2 separate regions of the Rattus norvegicus genome follow, and region 1 is linked to region 2. A link is a contact called in public Hi-C data. All regions are on one chromosome and are shown on one strand. Each heading gives the region's core, a stretch centred on a gene start, on an enhancer-like site or on the middle of the called end of the contact. The rest is flanking DNA. Distances are from core to core; before and after follow the strand shown. Region 1 holds the start of Fut8 (fucosyltransferase 8). Region 2 has its middle 100 kb from the start of Fut8.

Region 1 (4,102 bases), core at 1,411-3,910, 100 kb before region 2:
CATTATCAATTTCTTTGTGTAGATTTAAAGAGCACGTGATGATCAGACACAAATCAAACACATACTTTAGAAATGAAACAAAATGCCACACATGACAAAAATAACTATTCTATATTCACACAGATTCAACATCATACTATAGGCTGCAAAATGACCTTGAGACACTGCTGTCCAATTACCTAAAGGGCCATGTCTTTACTAAAATTATCTCGTTGTGACAGAGATAATTCACTACACAGTGAATATACCTACCTCTCCCAGACTCTACTTGGAGCTTTTCATTTTTTAGCTTTTTGTTTTACCTTTTTGGGAGTATAGATTTCATAAGGCAAAGATATTCAATATGAGCAAAGGGTCAGGAACACACTTCACTTTTAATACACTGCTCAAGAGGATTAAGAAAATGCTGCAACATATTCAAGTTTCAGTACACATTTTCAGAGTTTCATATACAAAATTCAAAAAACCTAAACACCTGCTTTTATTATTCATGATTGATTGTTAAAACTAATTTCTAATGTCCAATTACACACCCCACAAATAACTATGTATAGTTACTACGTCCACATCAATACCCCTGGTGTTTTAATTAAAAAATGTACACTTCTCCTGGTACATTTGTATACCAATCTGGTTAGGTGTTTTCAAAGTTCAAACAGCTATTAAGCTACACTTTGCTTTGGCACTAGCTCCCCCTCCAGACCGACCTAAAATAACTGCATTTAAAAAAAAAAAAAGGAAAGAAAAGAAAAAAGAAACACAAATTTTGTAACCCACTAGAAAATTTCAAAATTCATCACTTTTGAGGGCATTGTTACTCCTTTGAAAAAATTAGCTAGAATTTTTTTTTTAAAGACCACTTTATAGAATCAGGATGATTGTCTTGGTCTCAGTTCTATACATATTAAATACAGCTGATTTGCAGAGAAAACAACCTCAAATGACTTTTAGATTTAAAAAAAAAAATCCTTAAAATACAGTCTTTAGTATGTCATATTCAAGTTATTCTGAATCACTCTCCTAGTAGATCACAAGACACACTTCATATTAACTATCTGATCAAAGACATTTCTGCACGTTCCTGCAATCTACGTAAGTTTTATTCCAGCTGTTCAGCTCTTGAACTCAAACAGAATTCTCGATTTCTAACAGCAAACTGAAAACCCCAACCTCCAAACCACCTTTGTACGCTTACAGCCTAGTCATCTCTTGTTCCCTACATTTTTACTCAGCCTGCAATTTCAAATGCTATATGTGTGTTAAAATACTATAGTATTTATAATTAAGATTTATTTCATAAGGACAGCAATGTACAGGGGCGTACAGCTGTCAGAGACTATGTTGCCTTAAAGAAAAGAAGCATCTTATTCCTTTGCTTCAGTATATACTATCTCCCCTTAAATACTTTATATATGATATATCCTTTAAAGAAGTATGTATATAACAGAACTTTAATCAAGAAAATAAATAAGCACTTAACCCCAGGAAGAAAAGGCAACTAAAATAAAACCTACTTAAGAGTTTCTACCGAGCAAAGGCTAAGTTAAGTCAGTGACTTGTGATACATTTAACTCTTAAACTGATAAAAACTTGCGTTGCATTTGTTCCCTGAAACCTTTAAGTTCTGAGTGATCTACGGGAGGATATGGCTTTCCTGGGCTCACCTTCTTGCGTTTTCTTAAAAGTAACGTGCAAAATTAGACACAAGAAGGAAAAGACATTACTTTCCTTGCTTTTCTCCAAGGCCTCGACGTTTAAGGAAAAGCGCTAAAAGCTCACCAGGGTGCTAAACCCTAACCATGACAATGCCATTTAACTTAAGAAATACGTCTCAGAGGATTCCAAAGCCCACAACCAGAGAACAGGTGCTGCCGAAAAAACCACCTCAACTCCAGCAGGACAGACCTCCGCTGAACTGATGTGACTCATTTAACCTTCCCAAATAAGTTGAGACACTCCAAAGCCTCCAGCTTGTCATTCGCAGATCAAAGGGAGGGGATACCGAGGTACCCAGGCCATTAACTGCCCTGCCTCAGCCACTCGCCAGAACGCATCTTTGGACAGGTTCACTCCGATTTCCAGCCTGAGAAGCCCACACAGCAAAGCAAAGCAAAGGAACCCACCTTCCCACGGTCTGACCACGGGGACCCAGCTGCGGGGACAAGGAGCGATAGGTGCAGAGATCCGCTGTTGGACACCTCCCACCCCGCCCCCATCCCACGAGTCCTGGGATGCCCGACGCCGCGGCGCCCCTCACCCAAGGGGCCAAGGCAACGCCGGAGCGTCCCGGAGGCTCCCTCCCCACTTTTCCCGGGGCCGCTGGCTGAGCAGCAGCTGCAGCAGTTGCAGCAACAGGCCCGGGATCGGCGGGAGGACGAAGGAGCGCCTCGAGCCCAGGCTCCGCAGAGCCCGCGCCCGCCCCGTCCTGGAGTCCCCGGCGCGCGGGGCCCGGCTCCCTAACGCCCCCTTACCCGCGGCGGGAGCGAGGCGATCGGCGCCGTCCCCCGTCGCCACAGCCGCTGCCTTCAGCTGCAGCTGGCCGCGCCGGGAGAGTGGGAGGGGTGCTGGGGTGGAGGATGCTACTCCCGACTGAAGGGAGAGGAAGAAACGGAAACAGGAACCGCGGCCGCCGCTTAACGGAGCCTTCGGCGCCACTGACTGAGGGAAAGCGCAAGGCGGCGCGAGCCAGGCAGCGGCTGACAGCGCGAGACCGAGCGCGAGCCGGGTCCAGGGCGCGCGACCCCGAGCAGCGCCGGACCCATTCCGTGAGGAAAGGGAAGGACGGGTTGGCTGGGAGCCGGGAGGGGGCGGCGGGGGCCTGGAGCTCAGAGAACCCGGCCACTCGGGTCGGCCCGAGACCACGCGCGCACGCGCCTGAGTGGCTCCGACCCGGAGCGCAGGCGGGGAAGCCTCGGGCCGGCGCTAGCGAGCGAGCGTGCACGCGCGGAGAGGGGCGCGCGCCCCTCGGCGTCCCAGCCTTCTGGGGGAGGGCGCGCATGCGCCGGCCGCGGCCTCCACCAGCGACCCTGGCATGTGCACAGGCTCCTCCCCGTCCCCTTCCTCTGTGCGGGTGGACAGCGGGGCTGCAGCATCCACCGGCCACGGCGGGACCCGAGCTCCAGCCGGACAGCGGCAGCGCGAGTGCTCGGGCTTTCGTCTACACAGACGAAAGCCGCCTGAGGGTCGGAGGCTGAGGGGACCAGCGCTCCCTGCCTGCCCTGGCCCGCGGGGCCCACCGCCCAGAGGCGCACCCCGTTCTGTGCTAGTTTCAGGGTACTCTCTGCTGCACATCCGCTAAGGTTCGAGCACACAATGGCACCGCGGATCGGGGCGTTCTGGCTACCCGTTGGCTCTGTCTCCACCAGAAGAGAAAGAACCCTGCCGAGCCTGAGTTCGAAGCCCGGCCATTCCTAGCCGCGGCTGCCTCAGCCCTTTGGAGGCGGAAGTTTATTGAGTACGGAGAAGAGAGGGAGAGGCTTTTCCCAGGGATGTTTCCTACCCGCTCGCACTCGGGGATCCTGATGCCCGCGATGCTGAGCCGTGGGCCGAAGGACTACCTCAGACCGTCCTAGAGGGCGAGCTAAGCGGGAGGACCCAGCCGCGCCGCCAGGGCACACAAAGTAGTCGCCGGCCGGGTGCCACCGGGGCCAATCAGAGCGGGAAAACCAGTGAGTGGAGTGAGAACTGGCCAATCAGAGTGCTGGAAGATGAGCTTCCCGTGCAGAACTCTTCCCTGTAGCCTGGGGATCCAGATCCCAAAACCTGAGGACTCAAACGGGTGGCTGAGTAGAAAAGCTGCCCTCAAGACAATTATTCATTCCTCTCAGCACAGATACATATTAGTAAATACCTTGGAAACGTATCTGAGTTAACAGGGCCGGCCTTTTATATGCTAAGAATTAAAAGACACACAAAAGACATTAAAGAGGTCGTAGCCTGCCAAGAATGCAATCTAACTAATAGCGCCCATAAATTCCCAATATTTATCCTAGAGCAGGAACTGTGTTTCTAAAAATGATAAGGACAGTGCTTTCAAAAAAGGGGGGGAGGGGGAATGTCTGTGCCTTCAGCAGCTCCTCACCTGAGAAGCTTTTCCAGACCT
Region 2 (4,291 bases), core at 109-2,608:
GGTGGTGCAGCGGTGTGATGGACTGAGGCGGTCTGAGCTCCGCAGCACATTTATTTTGCATGGCCTTTTGCTTCTCCTGTTGCTGCAAGTATAAGGAAGACACAGGGCCCAAGGCCTGGAAGGTTATGCGTGTGCGACGTGTGTAAGCTAAGTCTCTTGACAGGATTTCCCCCATGGGCTCAGTGTCTGCTTGTGACATTCCTTCAGGTCCAATATCCACCTGAGGGAAGGAAGCCCTGCCGGGAGGGTGGATGTCAACAAAGCCACTCTGATGAGACCCAGAACAAATGAGTTCTACACAGAGGGAGCTACACCCAGGAATTCAGTCACCATCGCTGTTTGGGTGAAGACCCGTGGGACTGAGAAGTGGAGATCTTCATGGTGCTTTTGAAAGGAAACTCTTCCCGCTATTCTCTGGCTAGAGCATGGCTCTACATGGAGACTGGGGGCAAACTGACTAGAAGAGGGTACCTGGGGACAGGATTGGTGGGGAGAATATATTTGGGTCATCTGGTTTCATCCGGGGAAACTGGTAATTATTGACCAAATGCTAATGTTTGGAAGCCGAGTACTGGCCAAGGGTGTGGTCCTGTTCATTGTTCTACATAGTCAGTCTCTTGGGAGAAATAACAATGCTAATCTTGCTCAATCTGACTCCATCTTGAGGTGGATGGCTACCAGTAAATGTGTGTGTGTGTGTGTGTGTGTGTGTGTGTGTGTGTCTGTGTGTGTGTGTGTCTGTGTGTGTGTCTGTGTGTGTGTCTGTGTGTCTGTGTGTGTGTCTGTGTGTCTGTGTGTGTGTCTGTGTGTCTGTGTGTGTGTGTCTGTGTGTCTGTGTGTGTATCTGTGTGTGTGTCTGTGTGTGTGTCTGTGTGTGTGTCTGTGTGTGTGTGCATCAGCCACAGAAGCCCATGCCTATAATCCCAGCATTGGGGATGTGGAGGTAAGAGGTCATCTTTGGGTATATAGTGAGTTGGAGGCTAGCCTGAACTACATGAGACCATGATATTGCTCTTTAAGTAGAAACCCTCCCCCTCAGAAGTTTACTATAGTGAAAGTTATAACTGTACAAAACACAAATAAAATCAAGGTTGGGAACGGCCAGAAATGTTAAGTACTTCCACTTTGTGCAAAAAAAAAAAAAAAAAATTAAAAGGAAAGGGTTCTAATGACATTAGACAGACTTGGTTCAGGAGTCACTCCTACATTTGTGGCAGGTTGAGCCACGGCCAGTTTTTAGGTAAAATGTCCTCAGAACATTCTCTGAAGCCAAGTAAAATCAGCCTGGCTGTGAGCTTCCACAGGATTAGCCAAGCCCTGAAATATTGACTCATCAGCCCCCAGGTTACCTCTGCCCCGAATCCTCTTGTAACTGGCACACAACAAACATGTGTGAATCTCCCCCACCCCACCGGAGGCAGTCACTCACCCCAACTACCCAAAGACAGAGGCGGGCTACCCAGACAGACCAGGAGTCAAAAACGCTGTCTCTCCCAAGGGACAGAACAAGTAGTCCATGTTTGAAAACAGAACCCCGACCACATCCTCCTGCCACGTCAGCCTAGTTGCAGAGTTCAGCCCCGATTTGACAAGAGCTCACTCACTGGAGTGAGTGTGCAGAGCATGAACCAAACTGCGTCCAGCCAAGCATACTTAAAGATGGATGTTCTCTCTCTCTCTCTCTCTCTCTCTCTCTCTCTCTCTCTCTCTCTCTCTCTCTCCTCTCTTTGTGTCTTGGACTTTCTCCAGTCTTAATCCCAGTCTTTCATCATATATACAGATTCTGCATCTTTCTTTTCTCCTCTGCCTCTGGAAGGGGACAGGGGGATAAGTTCTTGTCACACTTCAATTAGGTAAGACACCCTGTTAGATTGTAAGATGCTACCCTCTTAAAACATTAAGATTATGCACTACATACACTACAGGACTAGGACTGTGGGTGGGTGTAGAGCACTTGCCTGGCATGTGTGGACCAGTGGCTCTATCCTCGGTCCTTAACCACTAATTCCACAGAGGTTTTACACTGGCCCCAAGACAGTGGTGGTGCATGCCTTTGCAGGCAGATCTCTGAGTTCAAGGCCAGCCTGGTCTACAGAGTGAGTTCCAGGATAGCCAGAACTGCACAGAGAAACCCTGTTTTGAAAAAACAAACGAACGAAGAGTTCCAAACTATGATTGCTTTTAGAAACTTTTCCTCCTCATCCAGTGGTAGGGGAGAGAGGAGGGGCAACCACAGAATTGTTTGAACATTAGAGGCGGGCCATAAAAAGCTTGTAGCACATGTTGTTTTATTACATGGTCTCACCAAGGGCCTCCACCAGGTCTTCTGATTTTCAAGCTTTATCAGAATTTGCATGTTAGACATAAACTCTGCAAATAGCTCCTTGTTTGGTTTCTGAAGAACTTTTCTCCCACCTGGTCTGAAAAGCCAGCGCCTCCCACTTTTGCCTCAGTCTCTTAATCAGTGATGTTTTCCTAATTTATCAGAGAAGACCTTGGTTTTGTAATCTCTGTGTCTTCTGATGATCAGGTTTGGAAAACCCAAGAATGCAAATGCTTTTCAGTTTAACTCTCTCAAAATTTCCCTCTTAAATGGGACAAGGCTCTGCACTAACTTTAGGTGGGGCTTGGACTTGTCTGGTGTTATAGAGAGAGAGAGCCAGCAGGGAGGTCCTGTCAGGACAATTTGTAGGAGAGACCAGGGAGCCAAAGTAAAGACTCAGGGGAACGAAGGGAAACTGGCAGGTGCAAATTGCGGCTGATAAAAATGCCCTTGACTTTCGAGGGAAGGAATGGTTTTCAGAAACACCTGGTATGAACCTCTTTGTTTTCCATCTATGGATGCAAGTAAATCCCAGCCATCTGGGGGCGGGCAGGGGCTTGAGCACTGCAGTGCTGAAGCAGTCCTAGACACTTCCAGGAGATGCCAAGAGTCTACAGGTACCATGGGGACAAGAGAAGCTCTGCGGATGGTGATGTTGTTCTGTTTGTGGAACCATGTGGGATATGACACTCTAGGGAGACTTCAGCAGCTGGAGTCTCTTCAGAAGAGGCTCTGTCAAGTGAGCTAACAGAGAGACACTGGGTGACTTTAATGGGCCATAGTAGGTGCCTCTGGCCAATACCTAATGTCCCTATGCACTGACTGCAACAGTGGCCCAGACTGTTGGCTCGGCATTGATATCACTGGGTTTGAATAGGAAGAAATGCCATCAGATGCCACCAATCAGCTGGAGACACTAACACCCTACATGGTAGGTCCTGCAAAGTGGTGATTGAAACCTCAGCATCAGACAAGGAGGGGGAGGGGAGGGGAGGGAGGGAGGGAGGGAGAGAGAGAGAGAGCAGGGGAGGTTGATGGGAAATCCAACAGAAGTCTTGTAGCCAAGAAGCCTTTGGTGACTTGCAAAGGTGTCTAAGGGGAACTTGGAAAGGACTGTCTGCAGGCAGGCTAAAGCCACCAATAGCCACAATGTACTGGGTGGTTCTCAGGGTTTGAATATAAAATGTCCCCACAAGTTGAGGTCCTCAGGTGGCAGTGGGGCTATTTGGGAAGAGGCTGGAAATCTTAGAGGGTGTGGCCTACATGGAGGTGGGTCAGTGGGGGCCTGACCTTGTAGCTAGATCTTGTGCAGGCTCCTTCCTAAATCTCTCTCTCTTCTTCTTCTTCCTCCTCCTCTTCTTCGTCTTCTTCCTTCTCCTCCTCCTCTTCCTCTTCTTCGACATCGTGATGTGAACTTCTCTACCCCACCATACTTCATCCCTTATCACGACAGACCAAAACACCCGAGACCAAAATCATATTCCTTCTTTAGGTTCCTTTGTTTAAGTCTCTTATTAAACTAATTAAAAAAAAAACCCTAATAGTATCAGTAGTTTACATCAGTCATAAGTATCTCTCGATAACACAAGAGACAGGTAATAATAGGCTCATTCTACCAATAAGGAAGAAAGAGGTCAGAGAGGGAAAGGAACTTATAAGTGGTCACACAGCCTGAGAAGTTCGAACCTGGACCTCCTTTTTTCCCTTGGTACTCTCCACTGTACTGTAATGCTTTATTTAGTCAACACATTTACTTAACATGAGTAGTGGCACACCTACTAGATTTCAAGATATTCTACTAGATTCTCGATACTCACTAAAGAACAAAATAAACAAAATCCATGTTTATGTAAGGTTTCCTAAAGGTATAGTCCTTACATTGCTTCTGCTCTAGTCTGACCTTGGCTACAGGGTTACATAAGGAAACAAGTAATTCTGAGGCTTGAGATAACTTGGATTCCTAGCACA

Evidence for each region. Hi-C and Micro-C count contacts between places; a contact is called where the count stands out from the background.
Region 1: a Hi-C map of the A7r5 cell line shows a contact between it and region 2, with 2.2 times the contacts expected there. The contact joins the promoter of Fut8 here to the enhancer-like site in region 2. A contact is called at or near these places in 2 of 12 Hi-C or Micro-C datasets (the A7r5 cell line and psoas muscle).

Annotation. Positions count from the first base shown.
Region 1 is chr6:101,681,846-101,685,947 of GRCr8, reverse strand. Fut8 (fucosyltransferase 8) reads right to left here and starts at 2,660. Exons shown (of 12, transcript NM_001412189.1): 1 at 2,472-2,660.
Region 2 is chr6:101,578,883-101,583,173 of GRCr8, reverse strand. No RefSeq gene overlaps it. Among named protein-coding and RNA genes, the nearest start is that of Fut8, 100 kb to the left of the region's middle. Within about 2 kb of position 1,358, at least 6 of the 93 cell types and tissues checked have an H3K27ac peak or open chromatin away from gene starts, as enhancers often do. A contact at or near this core is called in the A7r5 cell line, where this site is marked.